Linked DNA regions of Gossypium arboreum: region 2 is linked to region 1. Evidence: chromatin contacts called from public Hi-C data. All regions are on one chromosome and are shown on one strand. Each heading gives the region's core, a stretch centred on a gene start, on an enhancer-like site or on the middle of the called end of the contact. The rest is flanking DNA. Distances are from core to core; before and after follow the strand shown. Region 1 holds the start of LOC108460993 (40S ribosomal protein S4-like). Region 2 holds the start of LOC108460852 (protein SIEL).

Evidence for each region. A called contact is a pair of places that touch in the nucleus more often than the background predicts.
Region 2: a Hi-C map of leaf shows a contact between it and region 1, with 4 times the contacts expected there. The contact joins the promoter of LOC108460852 here to the promoter of LOC108460993 in region 1. A contact is called at or near these places in 2 of 5 Hi-C or Micro-C datasets (both in leaf).

The regions. Positions count from the first base shown.
Region 1 is chr4:111,204,043-111,210,434 of ASM2569848v2, reverse strand. LOC108460993 (40S ribosomal protein S4-like) reads right to left here and starts at 1,381. Exons shown (of 5, transcript XM_017760737.2): 1 at 1,234-1,381; 2 at 721-798; 3 at 392-572; 4 at 40-137. The coding sequence starts at 1,236. It overlaps LOC108460551 (protein TIC 56, chloroplastic-like), which reads right to left. Exons shown (of 6, transcript XM_017760079.2): 3 at 5,159-5,441; 4 at 4,833-4,995; 5 at 4,391-4,622; 6 at 4,149-4,224. The coding sequence ends at 4,425. LOC108460552 reads right to left here and starts at 4,007. Exons shown (of 2, transcript XM_017760080.2): 1 at 2,969-4,007; 2 at 2,659-2,853. The coding sequence starts at 3,440. The coding sequence ends at 2,795.
Region 2 is chr4:111,468,538-111,474,975 of ASM2569848v2, reverse strand. It overlaps LOC108460852 (protein SIEL), which reads right to left and starts at 3,379. Exons shown (of 8, transcript XM_017760533.2): 1 at 2,513-3,379; 2 at 2,322-2,402; 3 at 1,887-2,111; 4 at 1,273-1,464; 5 at 435-575; 6 at 193-282. The coding sequence starts at 3,193.

The sequences.
Region 1 (6,392 bases), core at 132-2,631:
AACAAGCAGATCAAACAAGTATAGATAGAGTATCCGAACCTTGGTTTCATCGCCACTGATGGCATGGAGACGAAATCGCCCTTTGGTGTCATAAAGTAGACGGAAGTCCTCATTTGTTTTAGGAATGGACACAACATCTGCCAGAAGGTAGTATAGCATGGTTAGACCATATTTGAAGAGAATAATTTAAGAAAGGCAGAGAGAAAACATTCAAATCCTAAAAAAAAAAGTAGCTCTTAAAACAGTAGGCAGAAGGGAGGATTCTGAAGTCATGTGGAAAACCGAGTAACCATGCCAAATACAATTCATTCAACTAACTAGTTTGTATGCTGCAAATAAAATAAATCAGCTGACAAAATCAGCTGAAGAAGTGAAGAGATACTACACGTACCCATGAAACCAGCTGGATAGGTCTTATCCGTCCTAACCTTCCCATCAACCATAACATGCCTCTGCATGAGAATAGCAATGACTTCTCTATAGGTGAGAGCATACTTCAAACGGTTTCGCAAAATAAGGATCAATGGCAAGCATTCCCTGGACTTGTGGGGACCAGACGATGGCTTGGGTGCCTGCAGAGATGGAAAACGAAAACATCATCTAAAACGGTATAGGTGATGGGTACAAAAAAAAAAAAAAAAGAGAGAGAGAGAGAACTGAATCAATAAAGAAAAAGAAGTAAACTAGTATGGAAGTGAAGGGATCAAGATGATGACATACAAAAGCACCACCAAGCTTGTCAAGCATCCAATGCCTGGGGGCATTGAGCCTCTTCAAATGTTTCTTCAACCCTCTAGCCTGTAACACACCGCAAAGAACAACATATCGTAAATGAAACTGAAATGCATAAGGTGTCAATTTGTCTACCCATTACAAATAACAGAACAATGAATGAAGAGCAGGTAAAGAATCTAAGGTTCCATTCAAGTCCCCCATTCCCAATCAATCAAAACAACATTTATACTAAATAGGCAAGGAATTAGATAGATCCCGGCTACAATGAACAGTGCGAATCACAGAAAACCCAGATATAATAAACATTCAAAATCAATTAAGATTAGGCCAATTTTCATTTGCTTAGAAAGCTAGCCCAAAACTTTAAATAACAGTGATTAAACAAACTAAAATGGAATAGCCTAAGCAGCAAACCATGAAACTTACATAACTATCAAAGAATGAAATAGTTAAGAAAAGGTAAGAGGATCGAAGTTAGGAAAAGTAGAAGAAACTAACCATCTTGGAGAAATGAGGCTGCTTTGCTCAAAGTCTGTGTCTTGCTAGGGTCTTCAAACAAGAAACCCTAATAGCTGCATATCTTAATAGATGAGGGCATTATAGAGTTTTCGATCCAAATATGAATTGGGCGTCTGCCATGACCGAAACTATGTTTATGGGCCAGTAGCCCACAAAAAGATAAAATTTTGGGTTCATTATCCCCCCTTTTTTTATTGAAGTTGCTCAAGTTCTTTTGGGAATATACAATGGTTAAAATATGCTATAGGTCCCTGTACTTTTAACATTTAGAACTTAATCTCTCCACTTTTCAGATTTTAAAGTTCGGGTCTAATTGTTAATATTGTTAAATTTATTGATGTGATATTTTGAAATAAAAAAATATTCACTTGTTAATAATGTAACTAAAAAATGGTGTGCCTTGAACTGAATTTAATAAAATAATTTTAATTATGATAATAGTTAGACTTGAATTCAAATCTAAAAAGTAAAAGGTTAAATTCTTAAAAATAAAAATACAAAGATTAAATTTTAAATTTATAAAAGTATAAAGACTGGCATATTTTAACCATATACAATATAGGTTTAACTTATGGTTTTGTACTTGTATTTTCATCATTTGGTACTCAATTTTGACATTTTTAACGTGGTACTTATGTTATTTTTGGCTAAATTTGGTACATGTATTTGATAAAAGTTATATATTTTGATACGCTTAATTTTTAGGGTTCAATTTGGATTTTAGGGTTGATTTGATGAAAGTTAATTTCTAATATAATTTGGTTTGAAATTTTCATAATTTTGTAAATAGAATAAATTTAGTGTTAATTGTGAATTTGTTTAAATTTACATTTAATTTGTCAAACACAATCCAATGGATGTGATGTAATTTAAGTTTTATGAACGGATGTGATATAATTTAAGTTTTATGAATGGATGTTATAAAATTAATCGCTAATATTATTAGCTAATTATGAATTTTCATTTGATCAATTTTAAAATTTAAATTAAACACTAAAAATTAACTTTATTATCTTTAAGTACCAAAATGTACAGTAAATTCGAATAAGAAATATTCTTCAATGAATATGAAATGAAATTGAATGGTTTCGAGTTTTTACAAGAGAAAACTAAATAAATAAAATGTCAAAACTTGCATATTTAGACACTCATTGATGTTTTATCCACATAAATATTTTTGTTAAATATTGTTTATTATTTGGTAAATTATTTATTTTCTGATTAAATTATAAGATTAAAAATTAAAATTATAATATGCTCAAAATTTTTGTATTATTTATATATTTAAAATTTGATCTTCATATTTTTATTTTTAAAATTTAGTCTTTTAATTTTTGAATTTAAAATTTAGGTTTATTTATTAAGATTGTTATAAATTTTTGTCAAATTTAAAATCCACATGGCTCAATCAATCTCCAACACTTGTAATAAATTGTCTCAAAGGATTTTGACATTAAACATTAAACAATAAACAAAATACTTAAATAAATATGTATTTTAACACAAGAAGACAAATCATTCCTCAATCATCAACAGTTGTTTAATCTTGAACGATGTGAATCAGAATAGTAGCTTCATCACTGGTGGGTGCTGCATCATCTGCTTATTCATAATTATAGACACTCACAATCAATATCCAAAAACTTGAAGCCAAAGCAACACCCCAGAAATGAAAAAATATTAAAAGTGATTTATGATGGTAAAAGAGTGTAACCTGGAAGAGATGTTGGCAACTGCGAGACAATGTTATCAATGATACCTCCTCCATCCTCTGTTTGCTCCTCTTTGTTCATACCCCCTCCTCCTCCTCCACCACCCTTTTCTGCCTCTGGTCTCAAACCAGATTCACCAAAAGCTTCAGCTTTTCCTTGAGCACTGATGCTTCCAGCTTTGGGACTTAAAGGACTGACCAAGTTTGAAATGATTTGATCAAAAAACCCACCTCCCTTCTCTTCATTTTTGGCCTCTGCACCTGCACTCATGGTCTCTTTCTCAGCTTCTTTAGCTTGGTTCTCTTCATCAGCATCTGATCCTGCAGTAACCAAATTTGAGATGAGATGATTAATGAATCCACTTCCATTAGCTCTCTCTTTCTCTTCCCCATGTTGTTTAGCTCCTGCTTCATCATCTCCCTTGGGATTAATGGGATGCAACAAGCTATCAGCTTCAGGCACAACATCATCCATCTTTTCTACGATTTTGATTAAGGGATTTGGTGGGACAGATATAGGTGTTATTTATACTGAGAGGCGGTGAAAGGGGGAAAAAGGGGAAATAATAAAATATTGATAGAGAGGGCAATATCTTGATTATTAATTGGGTAAATAGTAGAAAAGGCCCAACAATAGGTGGACATGTGTCAGCTTGCTGGAGCCCTTCTCAAAGCATTTTTATGATTTCCATACATACATGGTCGGTGGCATCGAATACCGCCTTTGTCAGAAATGCAAATACTCTTGAAAACGTTATCGTTTCCCTTAAACAATTAAAATAACTTATTAGTCTACTTTTACTTTTCAAATATCAAAATTCTAATCCTATTATTAATATTGTTAAATTTATTAAAATAAAAATTTGATGGCATTAACAATTAAACTTGGATTTAAAATCTCAAAAGTAAAAGTACTAAATTTCTACAAATAAAAATATAATAATTAAATTTTGAATTTACAAAGAGTACGTGGACTAATTAATATTTTAACCAAACAAATATTATATAAAAGCAAGTGGGGAAATTTGCTTTCTTTTTATCATTACCTACTCATTCTAATATATATTTTCCTTTGGTCTGAGACCCCAATGTCCGATAGTCCCGAGCCAAGTCAAACCCTAAAATGAAAGGGTAAAACAACTCAAATTCGAAATAATCCTCTAAACAATACATAGGCAGGCGCTTCTATATTCCAAAAAGTCGGATCTTCATTGATCAGCATTGGAATCAATACATTGTCAAAAAAGCAAGTGTATCCCCTACAAGAGTTCAACATTGATCACCATATATCATTTAAAACGAAAACTATGCCTACGTTCTCAAAAGAATCAGAAACCATCTCCTTTCGGTGATATATGAGATCAAATTCAATGGGGTTGATTGGTTATCAATATAAAACCTACAGGAAGTCAAGTCAGACCTTACCAATCAGAGTTAACTTCCTTATATGGTAGTTACGCTATGGATCATTCTCTCTTCGACCATACATAGCTTCCGCCTCAGCCTTCTTTTGTGCTTCCCTTTTCTCCTTCCGTCTAGCATCCCTCGCAGCAGAATCAGCCTGTACTTTCTCCATTATTGCATTGAAACCAGGAACTGTCCTGTCTAGTTTGTTAAAAACTTGGCTGCTAAGGTTGTAAAAGATTCGGAATATTCTCTGCAAGTATACAAAGAACAAAGGTTATAACAGAAGAATAGATACTTTAACAATTACCATAACATGTTATTTTAACAAAAGCATCTTTAACAATTCCTAGGATGATCGTCCCAATAAAAAGAACTAGTATACATTGAAAGCAGGCTAGATACTTTAGTTATCAAACTTGCAACTTGACCAACATCGTACTCGGAAGAGATTACACCCTACCTTGACATCCTTATTCCAATGTCTAATGTACGGAGGACCAGTTGTGTAGGTACCAAGAGGCTCACGATACCACTCTCCACCATAGGTAATCTCATCCATTGCTTGCTCAACACTTAAAACTTCCCATGGCCTTAACCCAGGGATAACTTTAGCCAACTTTTGCCTGCCTCACAGAAGCAACTAAATTATTAACATTTTTCTCGATATATAAGATAATAACCATAAATAAATAAATAATAATAATAAAAAAGAAGTAATTTCAGCAATATGATGTACAAATATCTTCAAAACCAGATAAGGTAGGCTAGAAAAAAGAGACGTAATACCGAAGATCTTTTGAGATGTATTTATTTGGCATATAATCAGCTTCCAATAGAGTTGTCATTTCAGAGCCACCAGCCCAAAGAAATAGGGCATGGCTAGGTATTCTAACACCAGGCCATATGCCATCATTAGCTTTTAAAACGGCCAAATCACGTCTTTTGCTCTCTATAGCTTCATGTTGAAGCTGCTTATAAGTTTTCTCCTCGTGTCCTTTAAGGGGAACCCAAGGAGGTATACCTTTCTGAAGTTTGTGAAGGAAAGCTGTTGCTGCTGCACCAAGCCTAACTGATGATCAACACAAAACGATAGTAAATCAACCAGATAACTGAAACAGACCATTCAGAAAATATTTTTGTGATGATGTACATAGGAAAATGGTCGTTGCCTAGACAATACTCATCTAAATATAGTGCATTTGACAGTATCTCCAAGATAAAAAAAATAATGCCTAAACGGTATAAAGGAGGTTTGGCTCCCAATTCCAAATGATTGAAACAGATAACCTGGAAGTTTTGAATCTTCTATTCAATAGATCACAATGTTTAAAAGGAGTTCATGGGAAAAAAAAAAGGAGAATAAAGGTATTGTATTATATACTAAAGGCAGGCCTTAACTACGTAAACATCATAGCATCTTAAACGGATTTAATCTTGTTGAAATTGCATCCCATGTTCATTTAAATTCCTAGAAAAATCACTTAATCACGTGTGAAGACAATACACCTCGAATTTAGTTCATCAAATTTGTATTCAACATGGATAACTAATACCATTTGGTACTGCATTTTGCTATTACACTCAAAGAACGCTAACAAAACATTAACGAGGTGATATGTAACATCCTGATTTTGGGCTTAGTCGGAACAGTGGTTTCAGGACCACAAATTCGACGAGAAAAATTTTATTTTTATTATATTTTTATGGTCTACGATTTCACGGAATGATTTCGTGAAAATTTCGTTCAAAAATTTCGACGTTTGGGCACTCAATTTGGTCAAAAGGACTAAATTGTAAAAAGTGCAAAAGTTGAGTTTTACATGTTAGAAGTGTTTAATTGTTATGAGTTTTTAAATCAAAGGTCCTTAAATGGTAATTAAACCATTTTGAAGTTTGTGGACAAAAATTGGACATGGATGGAATTTTTGAAAGTTTAGTAAGGAAGGGCATTTTGGTCATTTGGTAATTAAAAGAAATAAAAAGGAAAAATAAAGCCAAATTTGACTCATCTTTTTCATGG
Region 2 (6,438 bases), core at 2,130-4,629, 260 kb before region 1:
AATGGTACTATAAACTTCTTCATGTATGAAAACAACTGATATCATTCAGAAGACATTTGCAGCCTCAATACGTAAACCTAAAAAAAGAAAACTTGGTCACACTACTGTAAAGATACTGTTCTTTTCATAGCTGAGCAGATACTATCATCAAATTTGAAGCAATACATAAAATAGCATTACAACCCAGCTAACCTCTGGAGCAACTTCCTCAATAATGTGAACTGTGAACTTCCCATGATTTCTCCCAAAATGAAACAGAGCAGAAAGCACATCAGCTTCATCCTGGAAGCAACTTAACCAAATAAGTAGAGACAAGAAGCAATAACAGATTGAGATGGTTATAGCTGCTGGGTCTCAAGTAACACACAATTTGAAAATATGAAAGATGCAGCCTGGAAAGCCACCTGGAATGCAAACTGATAAAAGGGAACAACCTGTGGATATATCTCCAAATTTCCAAGAAGGCCATCAATACACAATTTAAACAACTCGAATTGTGGCAACTTGGCTAATTTGAGTATTTTCCTTGTCATGGATCTTATGACAGAACTGCTGTCAACAAGTACGCTCAGAAACTGTCAAATCAAGCAAGAATGATGGTTAAGTGATAATGTCTATCTTTTAAACAAGAGATACCGGGTTCGTGCAGAGAAAGAATTCTATAGTTAAGTACCACAATTTAACAACTGAGTTGCAACCATAGACAACTTTTCCGAAGTCATGGGTTTACCATAAGAGAGACAGAGAGAAACAATTCAGAGAAAGGAAGAAAAAATGTTTGTAGTACTAATTCCAAATGACAAAACTGATTAGCTCACTGAGTTAACATCTTGACTGGACCATTATAGAAGGCAGGGGTGAAGCCAAAAAATTTTTTGAGGGGGCTGGAATTAAGTTGTATATTTTTATGAGAGCTAAAAATGCAATTTCATCATTTTAAAATGGCTTATATCTTCATAATTTTTTAAAGGACTAAACCAAAATTTATCATTTTGGAGGGGGGGGGGGACAAAGTGCAATTTTACCATATACTAAAAAATTTATTGATTTTAAAGGACCAGAAGTTAAATTTGCCACCCCATCCCACAGCCCCTAATAAGAGGTGAGGTTTGATAGATTACGGTGGAGACATCAAACGAAAATATTCCAATGTCTGTCTGCACCTTGTCCTATGACACATGCTCACCAATCATCATTTAAAACTACGTAAATGTTCAGACATTCTATACTTATACAACTCTTTGAGGGAAAAAAGAAAAGAAGAAGCATTACCCTGTGAATGTGTATTTTTTCAACTTTTAGATGATCGCTGGTTGCCATGTGATGTATTGCATCAAGAGCTTGCAGTCTGATAACCGTTGAATCATCATTCAGCATGTCCATCATCAGGTTTAAGGCTTCACAAGCAAATCGCAAAGAGAAGACAGTGAGCGTACGCAAAGAGTAACAGGCAGACATCCGTACCTTCAGATTAAGCAAAGACAGCATCAATGCATCGTAAATAAAAGTAATGCAAGGGGGTATTGCCTTTGAACTGCAAGAAATGACTAAACTTCAGAAAAAGTCAAAGTGTGTTCTATCAATGACCACAATAAGTCCTGTTATGTGTATTAAGTGTCTACCCTACCAAGCTTAGAGTCCTAGCAAGTTTAATAATATATCCTAAGAAACCTATCTCATTCAATATAACCGTGGTACATAAAACCGGAAGAACAATGCCAAGCCAAAACCTTGAAACCTCAAAGTGTGAGCAAAGTGCTTGATATGGATTGGAATACAGGATTAAGTTGATCCAGAAAGGCCAAAGTTAAAAGTCCAGTCTCTATGAGACGAAGCAATGTGTAAATAATAAACAGAAGCTAACTACAGAATCAGCAAAACTTTACCTCAGAGAACTCATCCTCAAGTCCATGTATATAAGCTCCAGCAACAGCAGAAACTGAAATGTCAAGCCCTTCTATTGGTTTGTAAGCTTTATCTTTGTTGATTCCTAGGACTTTCTTAGACAAGGTTTGTAGTAAGATATCTTCAGATACAAGTCCTATCTTCCCTAGAGCTTCAAAGGCTTCAAGCCTTACATCTAAACTCATATCTCTTACCATACAGCCAAGCTGCAAGCATATGGTAACAAAAGAACAAATAACAAGAAAAAATGCTTAAAGTGGCATATAAGGTTGACATGAATTCAATTAAAACGCTAACAAATGCACGATGCAACATGATCGTACAACCCACATTAATTCCAAATTTTAATGTTTCTTTAAAATAAAAAGGTATGCAGAAATACGCACAGCATGTATTTTTTTTTTTAACAAAAATACCTGGATAAACACTGCATCTGATGAGTCTTGCTTGTTCATGTCTTCACTGCATATAACAAGCAATCTACCCCATTCACATACCTAAATTCAGAAAGCGATAGAGAAGAGGTAATCAGAGCAAATTCAAAAGTAACTAACGGTTGCACTGGAAACTAATCTAAGAAAGAAACTTCAAAGACAGAGTATTTTACGGCGCGAACTGCTGCAGATCTAACATAGTTCTCTGCGTCACGGAGCAGCTCAACAGCACGGCAGTAGCATCCCTCGATAACATCACGATCATCAAAATCACCATTCTTACACAGTTTCACCAATCCATCCAAAGCTTCTTTCCTCACATAAGGATACGGATCCCTTGTAAACCCTAAAAAAACGGCTAACAACACCGATTCCCTAAAGACAAGCTTCTCAGCATTTCTCAATAAGCATTGTCGCACAGAAACCGAAGGGCCAAGGCAGAGAGAGACGAAACGAGCGGCGTCCATGTCGTTTCCGATGGAAGCGAGAGAAAGAAGTACAGAGAGTGACTCACCAACAAGACGAGGCGAAGCGGAGGAGAAGAGTGAGTCGGAACGGAGCAAGTCGAGTGCGAAAGGGGATAGGTGGGGGCGGTGAGAGGCGAGGTCGCTGAGGAGCTTAACAGCGTGATGTAGGAAGACGGGGTCGCGATTGAGTTGGAGAGAGCGAGTTAGGGCGTCGAGAACTGAGGAGAGTGTGGAATCGGGGGCGGCAGGGTTGATAATGAGGGATCTGAGGGAAGCTAGAGCTTGGAAAGAGAGGGGTTGGTTATTGTCGAGGGATTGTTGGATTGAATTTATAACGTGCAGCTCCATTGCCGACTGCCTGCGCTCAAGCTCTGCAACCATGCCCATAGATTTTGGTTTTTGAATATGGGAAACTTCAAGTGGCCTACAGCAAGAAGTTCCTGTTTAGCGCATCATTTCGTTTTGCTTTGCTGTATGGCTTATTGCACTTCTATGAATCCCGCCATATGTTTTTTTTCCTTCGTAGTCAAATTTGCCTATTTATGTATTTTCTGCAAATTTACTTCCGTAAGCTATATAATTACTCACAAACAATTTTTGTTTCGGTCACTCTCTCCTAATTACGTGTTTTTTTAATTACAATAATTACATATTTAATACTTAACAATTACATATTTTTATCAATTTAATCTTAATTTTAAATAATTCATTTAAAACCACAAATTTAAAGGGATTTGAATTGGAAAACGCAATTTGATTCAACAACATGATATGCTCGAAAAAGGATTTTGATTGTTATCTCTTTTCTCTATGATATGTTGACCTCGATTGTGTGTCTAATTTGTTCATTCTTATTGTTGCAAAAGGGCGTACAATTCACTTTTGAGAGCTTTTGACCTTCTTTTTTTTTTTTTTTTTTTGAGATCACATTTATCTATTAATCTAATTATTTCACAGGATTGAATTAATGAGGAGGCGCATCAGGGAAGACAAAATTTGACAATTTTGTAATTGAAGGGATTAATACCGAGCATTAATTGGAGGTGTTTCACTGTTTCAGCCAAACCCAAGTTATGTTTTTTTTTTTTTTTTTTCAATCTGAATGGTATGACTGTAAAACACAAGAAGAAATTTGGTATACATTTGTATATTGATTTTTCATGTACAATTTTGTTTCATGGTTTTCAATTTTAATCTGATTTTACTAGCAAATCTTGCTTAGATTCAGGTTTTCTCAAAAAAAATTAGCTATGGGTTCTTCATAATGTACAACAGTTACAAATAAATTAATTCACCTTTTTAGTAATTTTGTGCACGTATCTTTATATTTAAACAAACGGACATTGTAATATCCCGAATTAGGGCCTAATCGGAATAGTAGTTTTGTGACCACAAATCCGAGATAGAAATAATTATTTTATAATTATTTTGAGGTCTATGATATGATTGCATGATTGTGTGAAAATTTCGTGAAGAAATTCTATGCATAAAGTGCTTAATTTGAAGTTAGGGACTAAATTGAATATGTTGCAAAACTTGCATTCTAGAAGTTTCTAGTATGAAATTGCTTTGAAATATTAATTAGGAGATCTTATATAGCAATTTGACCAATTTCTAAGTTTATGGACAAAAATTGGACATCGATAGAATTTTTGGAAAGTTTAGTAAAAATGGCATTTTGGTCATTTAGGGGTAAAATGAATTAAAATACAAAATTAAAAGCCAATTTTGTTCATCTTCTTCACCATGGACGTGTATACCAAGGGAGACTCCATGGCTAAGGTTTCCAAGCTTCCAAGCTCGATTATGAAGGAAATCAATATTCGGGCTTAAATCGGAAAAATACAAGGTTATGGACTAAAATGGTAAATTGTCGTTTCTGGATCGACGTAAGTTCGTATGATAATAATAATGCAATGTTATGTTTGAATTATATTTCTTACTATTATTGCATATATTGAATGATTTAATATATTGAAAAAGTTGATGGAATGGTGTTTATGATGTGGAAATATGACATGAAAGAATGTTACATGAAATGCAAGAAAATGATGATACATGACAAGTGATATATGAAATATGTGATATATGTTATGTAAATTCTTAAAAGCTGATTTGGTATTTGAGTTGTGTCTTATTATACTATGAATGAACAATTGGTACTATGGATAGTGAGATCGACACTTCGAGTAAGTTCGTACATAAATAATCTATCGATTCTTTTTATGTTATTATATTTTGATATCATATGAAATGTGGTTGCTTATCAAATGGTTATTTGATGTAAGTTATGAATTTAAATTGATTACGGACAATTTAGTAAAATGTTGAAAAGTGAGGAATTTCCCGGTTGAACCTTCGGAATAGAAAGGATACAAATGAACTATTGTGAGGTCACGTGTGTAGTACTAAGTGCAGGCTACTACGCGCACCGAATAATTGGTCGCATGTGTAGTACTAAGTGCAGGCTACTATGCGTACCCGAAAACTGTGATCACTTGTGTAGTACTAAATGCAGGCTACTACGTGTACCAGATTATTGGTCGCATGTGTAGTACTAATTGCAAGCTACTATGCGTACCAGATAGCTTCGGCTACAAGTGTGGAAATGGGAAAATGTGCAGGCAATTGTGTATCTGTTATTATTCCGATGAGTTCAACAGGAAATTGATTAAATGAAAATACATGTGAAAGTGATTATGTGATGAACAAGTGCAAGTATATGTTTATTTGAATTTATGAGCAATATGCTCGATATTTGAGCGAACCTCTGTAAAATGGAATGGATTAAGTGAATTGTGTAAAAGTGAACTTTAGTAGTAACACAGTGTTGAACAGCAGTAGTGCATAACTTTGAAAATTTACCAAAAATTGTGTAAGTTGAATTAAATTTCAAAAAAATTATGGAATTAAAGATTAATGAGTCTATTTTCATATAAAAGAAACAGGGGGAGCAAAAGAGTTACATATTATGTGATATTATAATTTTTGTGAGACAGTGTCAGAATAAATTTGAGATCCCCTGTTCTGACTTTAGAAATTCACCATAAATTTTACAAAAATTATTAAGAGTCATACCTTACATGAATGGATTCTTTATTGAGTCTATTTTTAAGGGAAACAAACGGAATGGTCGTTGAAATTCTGTATAGGGAGAAATTTGGTTTGTAGTGCACAGGGGTCAGAGTAGTCGTACCCTGAAATAGGGGAAACTTTAATGAATAAACTGTACTAATTGGCTAAACCAAAAATCCTGTAAATTTTATGGGAGAAAGATATATGAATCTAGTTTCAAGGAAAATTAACTAAACTAAATTTGGAGTTTTTTAGCTTCAGATATGAATGATTTAGTAACTGTAACTCGATAACACAGCTTAACCTGAACATGTATAATTGTACAATTATAGTGTTTTATCTTGAAAAGCGTGGTAGTAATTGCTTATTATTTTCATATAATTGCTTATTATTTTCATATGAACTTACTAAGCGTAAAGCTTACCCATCCTCTCCATTTCTTTAGTATTGGCAGGTCGGCTCGGGGTTAGAGATCGTCGGAGGCAAAATCACACTATCAAACTATCATTTTGGGAGAATTAATTCAAATATTAGAAATATCAAGTGAGTGTCATGTA